Linked DNA regions of Sus scrofa: all the other regions are linked to region 3. Evidence: chromatin contacts called from public Hi-C and HiChIP or PLAC-seq data. All regions are on one chromosome and are shown on one strand. Each heading gives the region's core, a stretch centred on a gene start, on an enhancer-like site or on the middle of the called end of the contact. The rest is flanking DNA. Distances are from core to core; before and after follow the strand shown.

Region 1 (4,784 bases), core at 2,163-4,662, 37 kb before region 3:
AGACACTTTTCACATGCTCATTCTACTATTATTCAAGGACAATGCTCAACTCTGATTATACAGCCAAGCTGAATTTTAACAGTGAAATGAAAGGTAGTAACCTCCCCGATGTGTTCCCAGGTTCTTAGAAAAAAGCTTGTCACTAAGTTGTTTCAAAGCTTTGAAGGTCTAGGATACAGACTCTTGGAAGTGTTAACTTGCTCCTGACAAAGGTTCCTTGGCCTATTGCTTTACAATGAAATGAAGCCGCCTCTTGAAGAAGAAGCCATGTGGGCCCTTGGACAGTAGGCTTCTCCAGAGTTCTGTGCTAGAATTAGATTTTTTTTTGAAGAATGCATGGTTCACACAATAAGACTGTCAGGGGACCTTGTGAGAAAATCCTTTGAAAATTATCTTTACAAATTTTTGATAAGCCTCAAATATAATTGGTTTCTGTTTTGAACTCATGGATACTACAAAAGCCAGATTTGTTTCAGTGAAGAGGCCCTTCTGAAGAGATTCCTCTTGACTTCCATGGATAGAATAATTCAACAATCTATTATCCAAGAAATTGAAAAGTTTCTATCCTAAGGTAAAAAATAGTATAGGTAGCTTGGCCATGGAAGTTAAAATATAAACAACAAACACACCCACAAGACTGTTAAACATACATACAAAATTTATATCCAGGAAGGAAGGGAAGAAGGAAAGGATTGTCTTAGTAAGAAGCGTGTCTTCAATCCTAAGATGTTCATTAGGTGTCTCGGGTGAAAAATACTTATTCTGACAAACTGTCAGCACCTGAGCATGCTTCTTATTAGAGACATTTATACTCTCTTCTTCAACACAAAGCAAGAATCCTTCCTGTTCCCACATTCCAGGAAGCAGCCTGACATATCAAACTCAGAAGTAATCTGAAACAACCATTTGAAATACAAGACCTTTAGAATGTTCAAACAATGAGTACACTCAATTTCTAACTGAAAGTACTAGAAAAAGTCATTTATACTACTGGCTACTTGTGGCCCAGTTTATTGTGACAGAATTTTCAAGAGGAGAAATGTTACATAATATAAAATATAAATATATATCTCTCTCTAAAAATATCTCAAATATTTATATTCTCTCTCCATATACATGTCTATATATAAAATATATATATGCACACACATATATATATATATATATATAAGAACCTGAAGGATTTTAATAATAGTCTTCTACTGAGGCAGATAGTAATGAAAGTAACCTCTGCCCCAAATTACTATAACATGTGATTAGGGAAGTTCCTAAGGCCAAATTATCTAATATTGCACTGCCTAGCTTCCTAGGACATAGAACCTCCTTCTGATAATACCATCCCATCTGAGACTTCAGTATCACAAATGGCTTCCATAGATGTTAATTTTTTTCTTAGTCCATTGTCTCAAAAACCCAGTGAGATAGAGCAAGTTATTACCCATTTCACACATGAGGAACCTGAAGGTATAAACATACAGTGACTTCTCCAGTGAGAGGCAGATCTACAGGCCAAGTAGAGCCGAGCTTCTTCTGACCTCCCATCCACTGCTCTGTCGACACTGCCATGCTGTTTATTCCCCAAAGTACAGTGAAAGTCCCAGCAACAGAAGGGACAGGCGAAGCCACTCTTTCTCAATTTGATGGGACTTTAGAAACAGAAATTGAACTGAGGGAAGCCCCATCATTAAACTCAGCCATACCCACACCCACACTTCTTGGTCTCTTTTCTTGGTTTCAGCTCAGATGCCTCTATCTTGTCTGTCTTTTTCTAGAGACACATTTGGAGATGAAACCATTAATACTGCCCATCCACAGTTTGTGGCGGCATAATTGACAGTGCGTCTGCTGCAAAAAAATGAAAATGCTGTTTTAATAACCTTGGCCTAAAATACATTCTGTTGTATGCCTCAAAGGGTTTCAATAAAAAGTCAACCTGTAGAGACATATTTTCTTGGCTTAAACAACAATCCAAAGCATATAAATGTAGTCCAACTATAACGACATATTTATAGGCCAATAAAGCTTACACTGCAGCTTTCATACTTCACTTAAAGGAACTCTGTAAGAAGCAGTGTTACATAAAATAATTTGATTTTTTTTCAAACTATAGCCCAAGGAATAAAAAATGCAAGTTTGCTATGTTTAACTGATAGTGTTTATATTCCTTCGTTGCTAAAAATTTTGTAAAATGAAATAATTCTTCATCTGACTAGTTCCAACTGCCATACCAAATATGGGTATCGAGTCCACTTTATTACAAAAGCTAAGTACTGTAATTCTAAAGACAAAAATAAATAACTAGAGGCTTGTGTAGTGAATGATTTAATCAACCTGATTCTTCTGGAAAAACAGGTTCCTGTGTTCGTTATGCTTATGAATAATACATTCCTTAACCCTTCCATTTTAAAATAGTTATTGTTTCTTTCTTTCTCTTCTATAAACTTCAGTATGAAACTATCTGAAAAAAAAAAAAAAAGGTAAAACATCTCACTGAGTCAAGTTCCAATCTGAATTGGTTTCCTACTGAACTTTCTTTCTTTGAAAAGAACAAAGAGGAGAGAAGGGGACGAATGGATTCTCACACACCTCAGAAGTGTTTTTAAAGATTATTAGTTTCTCCACTATCCAGATCTGTAGTTTCAGTCACCATTTAAGTTCTTAAAACACTATAGATTTTTTAAAAAGCAAACATGACATCTGCAAATATCCTTGAAAAGGGATAAAAAAAATGAAAGAGTTGTGATTTGAATCAGAGCAGTTATTGGAAACTGCCATTTGGGGCAGAGTTTCTCTTTGTGGAGTATTAATTTGTTGGCAGACCCACATTTGTGAGAACATGCTTGTTTTCTTTACTCTTCAGAGAGAGACAGGAAGTGACACAAACTAGGATTAAAGGGAACTTATTCTACCTAAACATTGAGCAAGAGGAGTTCTTTCATGCACTTCTATATGGTAAAATCCCATCTTTCAGAGTCAACCTAATGATTTTGTTATTATTGATGTTTTAAAACATGATGAAATCATTCAGTTAAAAAAAAATAACATATTGGAGTTTTACTTTATTCCCAAAAGGTGAGATCTTTCCATCCTTTGCTTTCTTCCACTAGGAAAAAAAGGAGCCAGGGGGCGGGGGGTGGGGGGAGGCTCAGGTAATCTCGGAGTTCATCTTCTTTCTTTGGTAAGAACAATGAGGAGTTGGAAGGGTTCTACAGAAGGAAAAACCTAATAAGTGTGTGAACTTCCATTAGCAATGTGGTATTGGAAGTGGTTTCAGTGTGGCCAAGAGAAAGGGAGATAACAAAACCACTGTGTAGAAAGAAAAGTACAGACAACAAATATTTTGATGTTGCAGACAGAGAAAGGAAGGGGTTGAAGAGAAAGTTGCTGGGACAGGAACGCATACAGCAAATGGCACCCCTATCTCCCCAACATAAAGTATCACAATGTAGATCTGTAAACCTTAGATCAAGCAGATACTGGAAACGCATAACATTAAGGCAAGTTTTTGTTTCTCTTTCCACATTATTACAACACAGTGTGCATTCCAATTACAAAAGCTATTTGTCTCAAATTCCCCACAGTTCATACCAACTGAGTAGAATTTCAAGGTCCCAAATTCTATCCTTAAAGGTGTATATTACATTAAAAAAAGAAAGAAAGGAAAAAATACATGGTGTTTCTTGTTCGCCAGAGAGCTTCCCAGTCAGTCAAATCCCCTGTTGCTTATTTTCCCTTCCTCTGCATTAAACTAATAGCAGAGCTGTCTCCCAAATAAGACCAAAAAAAAAAAAAAAAAAAAAAATCAGAATCACCTAGTTATCAGTACACATTCCTTGGCCTTGCCTCAATCCTTCTAATGAAGAATCTGGACTCAGCAATCAGAATTATTTTAAAAATATAAGTCAGTCTAATGAACAACTAGGTTTAAAAACCACCAAGTACTTTGAATATTCAGTATAAACAAATTGCTTCTGGAATCAATCACTGAAAAGTTAGATAATGAACATTTTTAGAATTCAGCAAGATCAAAATCTCTAATTTTTTTTTTTTTTTTTTTTTTTTTTTTGCTTTTTTTAGGGCCACACCCACAGCATATGGAATTTCCAGGCTAGGGGTCAAATGGGAGCTATAGTTGCTGGCCTACACCACAGCCACAGCAACGCTGGGTCCGAGCTCTGTCTGCAAACTACACCACAGCTCACAGCACTGCCAGATCCTTAACCCACTGAGCAAGGCCAGGGATCGAACCCGCAACCTCAGGGTTACTAGTTGGATTTGTTTCTGCTGCACCACAATGGGAACTCCAAAACCTCTAAATCTTTTGATAAAATTAAGAAATTGGGTTTCTTTTCATTCATTAATAAACTATCAATGTTAAACACAAAACAACTCTGCTATAAATAATCTTGTTTATATGAGTGACATCAAGCTTAACCATCTACACATCCTTTTGTCCCCTGTGGGTTTCCTGTTTAGTTTTTTATTAGTAACAGTATATTTCATAACAAAAAAAAAATCAAACAAACAAAAGAAAGGTTTTATGTTAAGGAAAACATAAGACAATAGCAATACAACTTAGATCATATATAAGGCAAGTAACACAACAGCTATATTATTCAGCATGACCATATGTCAGAAGGCTAGTCATTGTTTATTCACAAAATTGGGGGTGTAACAGCCAAATAGGAAGATAAGTCCAAAAAATTCTTTGGTTTTAAAATGAAAATCACTAGATTAATAATTTTCTCTAAATGTGCACATGACAATCAGGCCACTATGTCCAA
Region 2 (4,937 bases), core at 233-2,732, 60 kb after region 3:
GGACAACCTCATCCAAAGACTGATGACAGGTGATGTATAAATACCCAAGCTCCCATCTCTCTAGTGGGATAATTCTGAGGTGTGTGTTCTATACTGGCTCCCAGAGCTTTCTATGGAGATTAAGCTCCATTTGCCAACTTGTAGCTGGCTTATTAATACATCTCATGTCAACTGACCTCCCTCTCCTGTCTTGTTTTTCTGCACCACATCTGGGGTTTCTTTTCCTCCCAAATCAGCTGCTTCTTTTTTCTCTTTTTACAGCCACACCTGTGACACATGGAAGTTCCTGGGCTGGGGTTGAATCAGAGCTGCAGCTGCTGGCCTATGCTGGATCCAAGCCACATCTGTGACCTACACTGCAGGCTGCAGCAATGCCAGATCCTTAATCCACTGAATAATGCCAGGGATAGAACCCCTTGTCCTTATGCTAGTATGCCGGGTTCTTAACCAACTGAGCCACAACAGGAACTCCCCAAATCAGCTTCTTTCATTCATTCTTGTCTCAGGGTCTACTTCTGAGGCAACCCAAATTAAGACAGTGTTTTAAGGCTCTTTTGTTCCATCACAGCTAGATATTTTGAATCTCATGACAATCAGCAGCAACATTTAAATTGTCTTAGGAGTTAATTCTTGGTCTAGGAGTGGTTTAACCTATTCTTACACTCAGCCTTCTGTGACTTCTGTGGGATTGTTGAGAGCTGTCACCTCGGATCTCCTAGACTCTTAGTATCAAAGAACTAAAGTACCAAACTTTCTCCTGAGAGAAAATGTTCTTACTTTGCAGGAATTTACTTTGTGAGCCCCCCTGGGGCAAAGGAGACTTAGAGAACAAGGTACTTGAATATGGTATTACTTTCCTGTTCCTGAATTTTACTGTTTCAAAGGAAGTGCTTATTGCTCTTGTTGAGAAAGGAACACAATAAGCAGCAATAAGCACATACTCATGCCTGTTTTGGGTGAGCTCTACCCCACAAGTCTGAATGGGTAAAACTGGGAGCCATTCTTATCTCCTTAGAGGGCATTTTCATTTTGCTGTCCAGCAAAAGCTTACTGAACTTTCATGGGGTTTGAGCCCCAGGCTAAGCAAGGTGGCATACATACAAACCCACAAAATGGCTAAAAGGCAGAGCTGCATCTAAGGATTCAGAGATCTGGGAACAGGCAATGGAAATACCTCTTTTCAGGGCTCCTTTAGGTGGTAATACATTGTGTCTTGGAGGACAATCAGAAAAATCAAATTGACTTGGTACATTTGCTTGCTTTTAAAAATATAATCTCCAGAGGGGTGGGGTGGGGGAAATAGCCTGTCTACGGAGACAAATGGTTACCAACCTTAAAATAGTTTTTATTTTATTTTTACCCAGCCAACAAACATTCTCTTTTAGAGTCTAACCTAATTTCCCAGAGTTGCCTGGCCTATCTTTCTCCTCCAATTTTAATGTTCTCTTAAGTCTTTAAGGTCTCAGTTGGTTAATGTTTAATGTGCTCCACGACCAGTATTTGATGTTTACACTTTATTGGGCTAACCAAATTTGTAGAGCAAATTAAAAGTGTGCAGGTCTTTGGCAAGCCACATTTAGATATGTGTTGCTCAGAAACCATCTCGTTGTTCAATACGGCATGCCCCAAATAGTTTCAATTAACTGTTCTCCTTTCCTGGCAATATCTGCAATTCTCTGCATTGCTTTTGGGGAGCTATCCTTCCTAGATTTGCAAATGTCACAGCCTCAAACCCTTCTGCTGCTAGAAAGCAATTCACAGCAGAGAGCTCCACTTCTCCGTGAAGTGAGTGTCAGCAACAGGTAACCTATTAAACCAGACTGACCAAAGACCATAAAAAAGTACATTTGAGAGGGCGCAGGGCAAGCTAGGAGGGGAAGATTTTTGTGGTGGGAGGAGAGAGTAAGAATTGAAGAGTTGGTATTTTTATTAAAAAAAGAAAAAAACCCTACATATTCCAAGAAATCATGTAAGTGTAACAGCACACAGATTAGGTAAAGAGCCATTACTATAATTAATATATATTATTTCTTTTACCCCTGGGTTTAATTTCTGTCTCTTTTTTGAACAAACTGAATGGTCAAGATGGCATCATACAACAGACAGGGTTGGGGAAATAAAAGCTTGGGTTCTGTGTCCAGCTGGGTCGGACTCCCCAGTGTGATGTTGCCCCTAACGTTGCTGGGCATCTTCCCCAAAGGAAGAGAGTTGACTGTGATCTCTGGAGTGTCTTCCAGTTCAGGTATTTTGGTATACAATCCCATCTTTTGTCCCTGTCATAAAGTTCCCAGGGAGTGGAATGTGGGGCTTGCACCCATCTTCTTAAAGGACACAAGTTTCTCAAGTAGCTTCCCAAGGGACTACAACTTAACTTTCATTTTCTTCCAAGAGATTGGGGCTGGCTATTAGCAATTTGTCTCCATCTTTCTAAGCCAATATTCTCTTTCACCTTTGCTGAGAGACACCAGATTTGACACAGTGTGAGAAGACATGAAGAAGGTTCTGGGGTATAATCAGCAGACAAAAATGAGGAATCTCCAAACTGCAGGGTCATTGATGGACTTGGGGGTTCAGGTTTCCTGGGGGTCAGATTTCCTCTGTCTCCTCAAGGCTACTGAGGGAGAGTCAGGCCAGGTCCGCAGTGATAGCTGCTTTCCTGGCACAGGAGCAGTGGCGGAACCCTCATGTGTTTAACAGTTGGACTTATTTTTAATCTACTGTATTAGGAGCACAAATTTAATCAAGAACAAAATGTTACCAATGTTGTTTTTTTGTTCCCGCATATGCATATATCTTTAACACTGTTTTGCATTCCCTTGTGCTAGAAAGCTCTCCATCTGACATCTGACTTATTTCATAATTTTTTTTTTAAGTGCAAATATATGTGGAGAAAGAAGAGAAACAAGGAGCTGAATTTCCACTTAATGCAGCCCCTCTGCTTAAAGAAATAACTGCAGTACAGATTTTAACAATTAACATTCCTGCAGTGGATGTCGTTATGGATGGAGCTATTAAATGTTTTCAAACACTCCTCGGCTCAAATACACGTTCAACTTATTTTCTGTCATTTGATGGCATGGGTGGGTTGAGACATTCCTCAAAGCTTTTTTTTTTTTTTTTTCCTTCTCCAAGTCAAAGAGATCTTAGCTCCCTCCCCACCCTAACTCACCCCTTTCCTCTGCCCACCCCCCACCCCCCACCACTTGGTGCCTACTTTACTGAAACCTGACTTGCAGGTCAGCGGGCTGGTAACAGATTAATTTTACTCTGTGAGGAACACCAAGCATTTTGGCCAGGAAACATGAGAACCCTGTTATAATATTACCGTTTTTCTAAATTAAATATTAGGAAAAATTAAACCAAATTGTGGCGCATAGTGCAATGGAAAATATTTCTCTTCCAAACACTCCTCTGTGATAAATGCCTGTGTAAGTGAAAGCACAATAAATATGCACTACATTAAAAACCCAGATTATTCAGGTTTTAAGACTTATAGCTAAAAGTGGTTTAATGTTTCATGCCTAATAATAGATTACTCCTATCACATTTCTAACCTTTATTTCTCCTAGCTTTGAAGTCCAGCCATATAAAGATTGTTTGTAGAACCACACGAAAGTTAAAGCAAATATTACTTAGAATGATTCATACCAGCAAGAATTTGCAATGAAGGCAGAAGCTTTGTGTGTGTGTGTGTGTGCGTGTGTGTCTGAATCAAAGGAAATGAAATGTTTGTAATATTTTTTGGTTGATAAATTTATTAAAACATTTTAGAGGCTTGTAGTAGAGACACAGCTGACATAAACAGACCGACTAGAAACAGATTATATTCTGCTCAGTGGGGGAGGTGGAATTTAAAGGGGGAAAAATTCCCTGGATTTCAAAAATTGCCACCAGGTCACAGCAATACTTAATTAACTGAATACATTAACGGAAGGCTATAACATAGATGCTAAAAAGAAGGTGAGGGGGGAGCAGTCAAGTTCATTTAATCCTCTGTTCTTTGCTTACAGATTAGCCTTTTAGAATGAGCAACCTGATTTTTTTTTTTTTTTTTAAGGATCCATTTACCTTCCAGAGCTTTTCATAGCAAAACATTTTGCATGGTTGCAAAAGAAATTAATTTGTTGCCAGTTGCTCCATACTGGCAGGAATTCTGAATAAAGAATGTAAGCAATCTATCTTTGTTTGCAAGATATAATTAATCTGGCAGTTAAAATTCTTTGGAAACATTCTGATGACTTATGTGGAAAAGTAGCACAGCATTTTCAAAGAAAACTCAGAACTGTATGCAGGGGAAGATAAAAGATATATGAAGTGTTTGTTCTAAGCGATACTATTCATTTAAAGATCATAATGTAACCCCACCCTAGCAATTATTGTGAAAAACAAGACAAATCTCTGTCTATAGCTTTCTGACACAGTCTTGATTTGAGAAACAAAATAAGCACATTACTGTTATAGTCTAATAGACTGCAAGCTGTTTTATTAGAGTCAGCTGAATCCTGTTTTGCATAAAAAAGAACTCTGTTTGCTATCAAGAACACATTTACATTAATATGACTTTGACAAAGTAAAATAAAATCGCATTAAGATGATGTAAGTAGATAAGACAATGAAATCTCTGTGAGAGAGTTTTGGCATACACTAATTACAGTCAAGTCCCTGCAGGAAAAGAACATATTTTTACACCAACTATCCATGTGTTTGAAAATGTAGAGAGCCCAAAATGCAATCCTTGGTTTAGGTATTTCCTGAATACATTGTGTTTTTGAGATAGATTTTTTTTTTTTTAAAGGAGCCTGACTGATAAATAACACTTTCATTTACTATAATACAAGCAAGTTTCTTTCTGAATACCAGCCTGTAATCATCCTGATTATTTTAAGGGACTTTCCAATATAGGGCAGCTGAAAACAAGGTTTTAGATTACATGGTAA
Region 3 (4,536 bases), core at 1,520-4,019:
CCTTTGTAAAACTGCCGGCAGACGTCGGGAAATGTGAACGTTTAAAACCCAAAGCTGGCGGGGAGGGCGGAGGGGCGCTGGGGGGTGGGGGGAGGCGGAGGCGTTCGGGAGGAGGGAGGGGCTTATTTCCGAAGAGGCAGATCCGAAGGCGAACATTTTGACGAACTCCAGTAATTAACCGGCATAGACCACTGATGGGTAATTCGATCCTGGGGAGAAGAGTGAACGCGAGATGCCAAAAGTACAATCAACTCCATAAGACCAAGGAATTCTGGAAGGACTGGCAGGCAGCTTGGAGCACCGGGATGAGTTAAACGGCGAACCATTCATTTAACAAAAAGATCCTTACACCTACCTCGAAAGCTCGAGAGCCTGGCACAGAGCTAGCTGCCCTCAAAAGTCTGACTTTGATTACCCAGCTCTCGCTTGGGCAACACAAAGCCTGGCCAGGCGGCCGTGCGCCCTCCCTCCCCGCCGCGTCGAGGGTACAGCCTCCCCAAAATAGTTCCCTCTGTAGGTACCACGGCGCTGAGGTCGGTCAGCTGACGGAGGGAGCCCGCAGAACTGCGGTCACTCATGAAATGACAGAGCCGAAGAGAAGCGACCGTCCCGGTGCCCGGTGACAGTGGGCTCACCTCGGGCGTCCTCCCGGGAGCGCGGCGAGCGCCCCCGTGGCCGCCCAGAAACGTGCAGGGGAGGCTCGGTCCCTCCCCACCCTCCCCCGGAGCGCCGTCTGGGCACTGAGGACGCCGGACCCGCAGGGCCACTGGGCGAGCACACACCCCTCTGCCCTTCCCTCCCGTGTCCACGTCCCACACATCCCCAAAAATCGCGTTGGAAGACGACCACTTTGCGTGGAGTAATTGAAAACTAGAACATCAGATGTCTTGTTGGGGGGGAAGGGGGTGGGCACGAGAGATAGTTGTTACTGCTTAACGTGTTTGTGCCGGTTACACGACCGCTTTGAAATCCGCCCGGGCAGATCTGCAAGTTATTTGAATGTATTATTCCAGTACCTGTCATTTATCACTTTATTCAACACGTCTTTGCCAACTCAATAGCTTTTGATCTCACTCTGCCTCCATTTCGTAATTTCCGCCCTCTTAAACATATCAAATACTTACTTTAAAAAAAAATTAAAACGTGAACAATATCGAAACCTACCGAAAGAAATCCACCCATTCCCCGACCCAGCCAGACGCGAAGGTAAATTTTCAAAGGCAAAAAACATAAAAAGCATGTGATGTTCAGGCAGCAGTAGCAGGAGAGCGAACGATCTCTCTCTCTCTCTCTCTCTCACACACACACACACACACACGCGCACACACATCCTTGAACAAAACCCTTCTCGAACAAGTTATTTGATCTTGACTAAAATCAGCAGTTGGATCCTCTTTGTAAAGCTGACAGCCAAACTCTGACAATGGCAAAATACTCGAGCCCCAGCTAGTGGCGCTACCCCTTTAAAAAAGGAGTCGATCCTGCTCGCCTGCAGAAGTGAATACAGTATTTTCAAGCTTGCCCTGTAATAAGCATTACTGGGGGAAAAATAATAAAGGAAGAAGAAAGGGAGATATAAGTTTACCACCTCGCCATGGTCGCTATTTCTGCCCTGGGGAGTGTCTTCTGGGAGGAAATAAAGTTTAGAGCTGGATAAAAGTTGCCGGCTGGTCCTCTCTTCCCACAACAGCTGGAGCTCCGCTATGCAAATCGGATCCTTTGGCGTACATCTTACAAAGAAAAAGTCGCCAAGGGACAAAATTCTTGGTTTGCCTTCAAGGTGGAATTGAAAAGCCTTGTAGAAAATGTAAGGTCCGTGCAAGCCACACGGTGAGCCGACCCACTGCAGGGGAAAAAAGCACCAAATAAATAATGTAGCCATCAGAGCACAAACGTCTATTCCCAGACATATTTACACACAGACATCCACACTCTTAATACAGAAGAGGCAACAGATATAAAGCTGGGTGGAAAATAATAGAGCCCACAAAATTTCTGCCTCCCTTAAAAGAAAAAAAAAAAACCCTCAGCCCCCCCCCCCCCCCGCCACCTCTCCCTACCTCTCCATCTGAGGAGGTAAAATTACATTATGTATGTATGATCGGTGCAGGGATTTTTTTAAACAATAAAAATGATTTGGGGGGATGCAGAGGGTAAAAGTTTGGTGAAAAGTTTGTGGGGGGTGTGGGTGGGTGCAGAGGTGTGGGTAAGCTGGGGGCCTGGGGGGTGCCGGGGGGGTGCCGGGATCGGAGGAGCGGAGAAGAGCGAAATACCTGGAGTGAGTTGGGCTCCATCTCGACGTTCTGAATTGATTGAACTCAACATTCTCTCCAAACTTGTTGGCTTGAATGGATTGCATCAGGTCCTGGCAGGGAAAAACATTCTCTGCCTTCAGCTGGCGTAATGTCTCAATATAAAACTAAGCCCTTGCCTCCCCCCCAGCACCAAAATGATTGAAAATATGTCCTAATATTTCTCTGACGACTCAATTTTCAGCTCCTGTCAGAACTGTGTAGGGTTCCTTCCAAATGTGGGTTGATCAAATTCATAATCGGGAGAAAGGCTCCGTCCAATCTCGGCGGGAAGCGGATGGATCAAGGCAAAAAACATATAGGAAGGTTTGTAAAAATAAAATCTACTCTTAAATTGTGCAAAGATGAGATCTCCCTCTTCTCTGTCTCCCTTGTCTAGGGGTATCGTTTGGTGAGATTTTTTGGAGGAGACAAGAGGTAGCGAGCTCCGCTGTGCATCTGACAGGACCTGCTTGTATATGTCTAATATAAAGAACATTTCCTGCAGAGATTCCGGGGCGCTGCTCCTCTTTCTAATGCTCCTTAGCAGATTTGCTGTTATTAGACATGTAGATTTGTTTGATAGTTAAATTACGCTTCCTCACTGCCATGTTTTCGAGAACTAATCTGTTAAATTATCTTTTGATGCCTATTTACATGGAAGAGAAAAGTGGGTTATCGATTATATAAACATATAAATATTAATGCATTTGTTCGCTTCGCAAAAAAAAACACTCAGCAAAAAAAAAAAAAAACAGAAAGACAAGTGAGCAGTGCACACACATTTCAGGATTTTGCAAACAATATTGAACGGACAGCGACTGCATTTAGGGACTGGAACAATAAACGATGCATGATAAATCAATAAATGCGAGCAGCGAGTCTGCTCGGAATATGAATTCAGGCTCCCGGTTCTGCGTGTGCATTCTTTAATTTTGAAGTATATACACTAGTACGTGTTTACAATGCTGATGGACGCCAAGGGCGCTCTCAAATGATAATGTGTTTATATAACCCAGCGCTACAGGAATAATATACCGACTCCTACCCCACCCCCAACCCCTCCCCCGCCAAAAAAGGGAGGGGAGCTTCCTCAATAATAGTTTGAAACTGAAAAAATCCATTTGCAAACTAGTTAAATACAACCAGAAATTAAGCTGTTGAAAACCGGGGGCATGAACCGTAAGACAATAAAGGCTTTAAATGTGTATATTTATTGTTCTGGAGCCCTGGAGCATTGCGAGGTTTGCATGCACGGCTATTATGCAAACACAGAGAAACTTAAGAGCGACAGAACAAGGAACAGGCAGAGACTGCAAAGCCCTCGCTCGCTCCGACCCAGCTGCCGGTCCTCCGCCAGGCTAGATTGCATTTTCGCAGTGTTGATGTAAAATGGTGTACTCGCTTCCCCCACGCTCCCCCACCCCCTTCTCGGCTCTCCTCCCACTCCTTTCAGTATACCCCCCCCCCGCCTCCGATTTTATTATATTGGCACCAATCTTTCCAAAGTGGGTCTGGCATGCTAAAAAAGTAAACATGTACTATATGGGGAATAAGGTCTGTTATAGTATGACAGTTGAAACTTGATCTGTGATAAAATTACAGGATGTTGAAATTACTAGTAAGCTATTTTTAACGCTTTCGCAACGTTTCACCTCTAGTCACAGCATCTAGTTGAAACAGGATTACTTTAATGAAAATTATATTCACATGGCTGAAGTTAATACACCCGGCAGAGCACAAATGCCTCATATTCAGTGACTTGAGGTGGAAAGACCCTCTCTGTGTATTTTTATGCCTTTTCATAACGTCTGAGTCCGATGCAGTAAGAATTAGGGCACTTAACATTATCTAAACCACATTTTTGATTCAGAACATGGGGAAGTAATAAAAGGCAAGATCTATCTCGTTTCTATACACACAGAGATAAACGAAAGAAAATGGCAGATCCTCCAATTACAATAAGTAATAAAAGCCCATGCCAAAGAGCCGGTATTCTGAAAGATGTTGAAAACTATTTTAATAATTTAAAGTAATATCACAACTCTGCACAGTGGAGGAGGACAATGTAACCATTCGCAGTCTCCCATCTTTTGCATTAGTCAAATTATGACTTGCACATCACTCTTTAATTATCTGCCTTGAAATTTCATCTGATCTTTCTATTTTATAAACATGGGTTACAAAGAGAAATTACAGCTCTCTGGCGCTTTCTCTCTTTTTAACTTTATGATGCATACTGCAA

The links. A called contact is a pair of places that touch in the nucleus more often than the background predicts. HiChIP or PLAC-seq counts read pairs in DNA pulled down with a chosen protein or histone mark.
Region 1: a contact with region 3 is called in an H3K27ac HiChIP or PLAC-seq map of alveolar macrophages. The contact joins the enhancer-like site here to the promoter of ARID5B in region 3. A contact is called at or near these places in 1 of 5 promoter capture datasets (liver), 15 of 47 Hi-C or Micro-C datasets (adipocytes, alveolar macrophages, blood and 6 more) and 1 of 2 datasets of contacts at active chromatin or transcription factors (alveolar macrophages).
Region 2: a Hi-C map of liver shows a contact between it and region 3, with 2.6 times the contacts expected there. The contact joins the enhancer-like site here to the promoter of ARID5B in region 3. A contact is called at or near these places in 6 of 47 Hi-C or Micro-C datasets (embryonic fibroblasts, fibroblasts, liver and 1 more) and 1 of 2 datasets of contacts at active chromatin or transcription factors (skeletal muscle).

Annotation. Positions count from the first base shown.
Region 1 is chr14:65,443,734-65,448,517 of Sscrofa11.1, reverse strand. The region is part of intron 3 of ARID5B (AT-rich interactive domain-containing protein 5B); the gene reads right to left. Among named protein-coding and RNA genes, the nearest start is that of ARID5B, 38 kb to the right of the region's middle. Within about 2 kb of position 3,412, at least 19 of the 83 cell types and tissues checked have an H3K27ac peak or open chromatin away from gene starts, as enhancers often do. A contact at or near this core is called in alveolar macrophages, liver and mesenteric adipose tissue, where this site is marked.
Region 2 is chr14:65,344,941-65,349,877 of Sscrofa11.1, reverse strand. No RefSeq gene overlaps it. Among named protein-coding and RNA genes, the nearest start is that of ARID5B, 61 kb to the left of the region's middle. Within about 2 kb of position 1,482, at least 12 of the 83 cell types and tissues checked have an H3K27ac peak or open chromatin away from gene starts, as enhancers often do. A contact at or near this core is called in liver, where this site is marked.
Region 3 is chr14:65,406,836-65,411,371 of Sscrofa11.1, reverse strand. It overlaps ARID5B (AT-rich interactive domain-containing protein 5B), which reads right to left and starts at 2,769. Exons shown (of 10, transcript XM_021072755.1): 1 at 2,274-2,769; 2 at 1,589-1,843. The coding sequence starts at 2,294.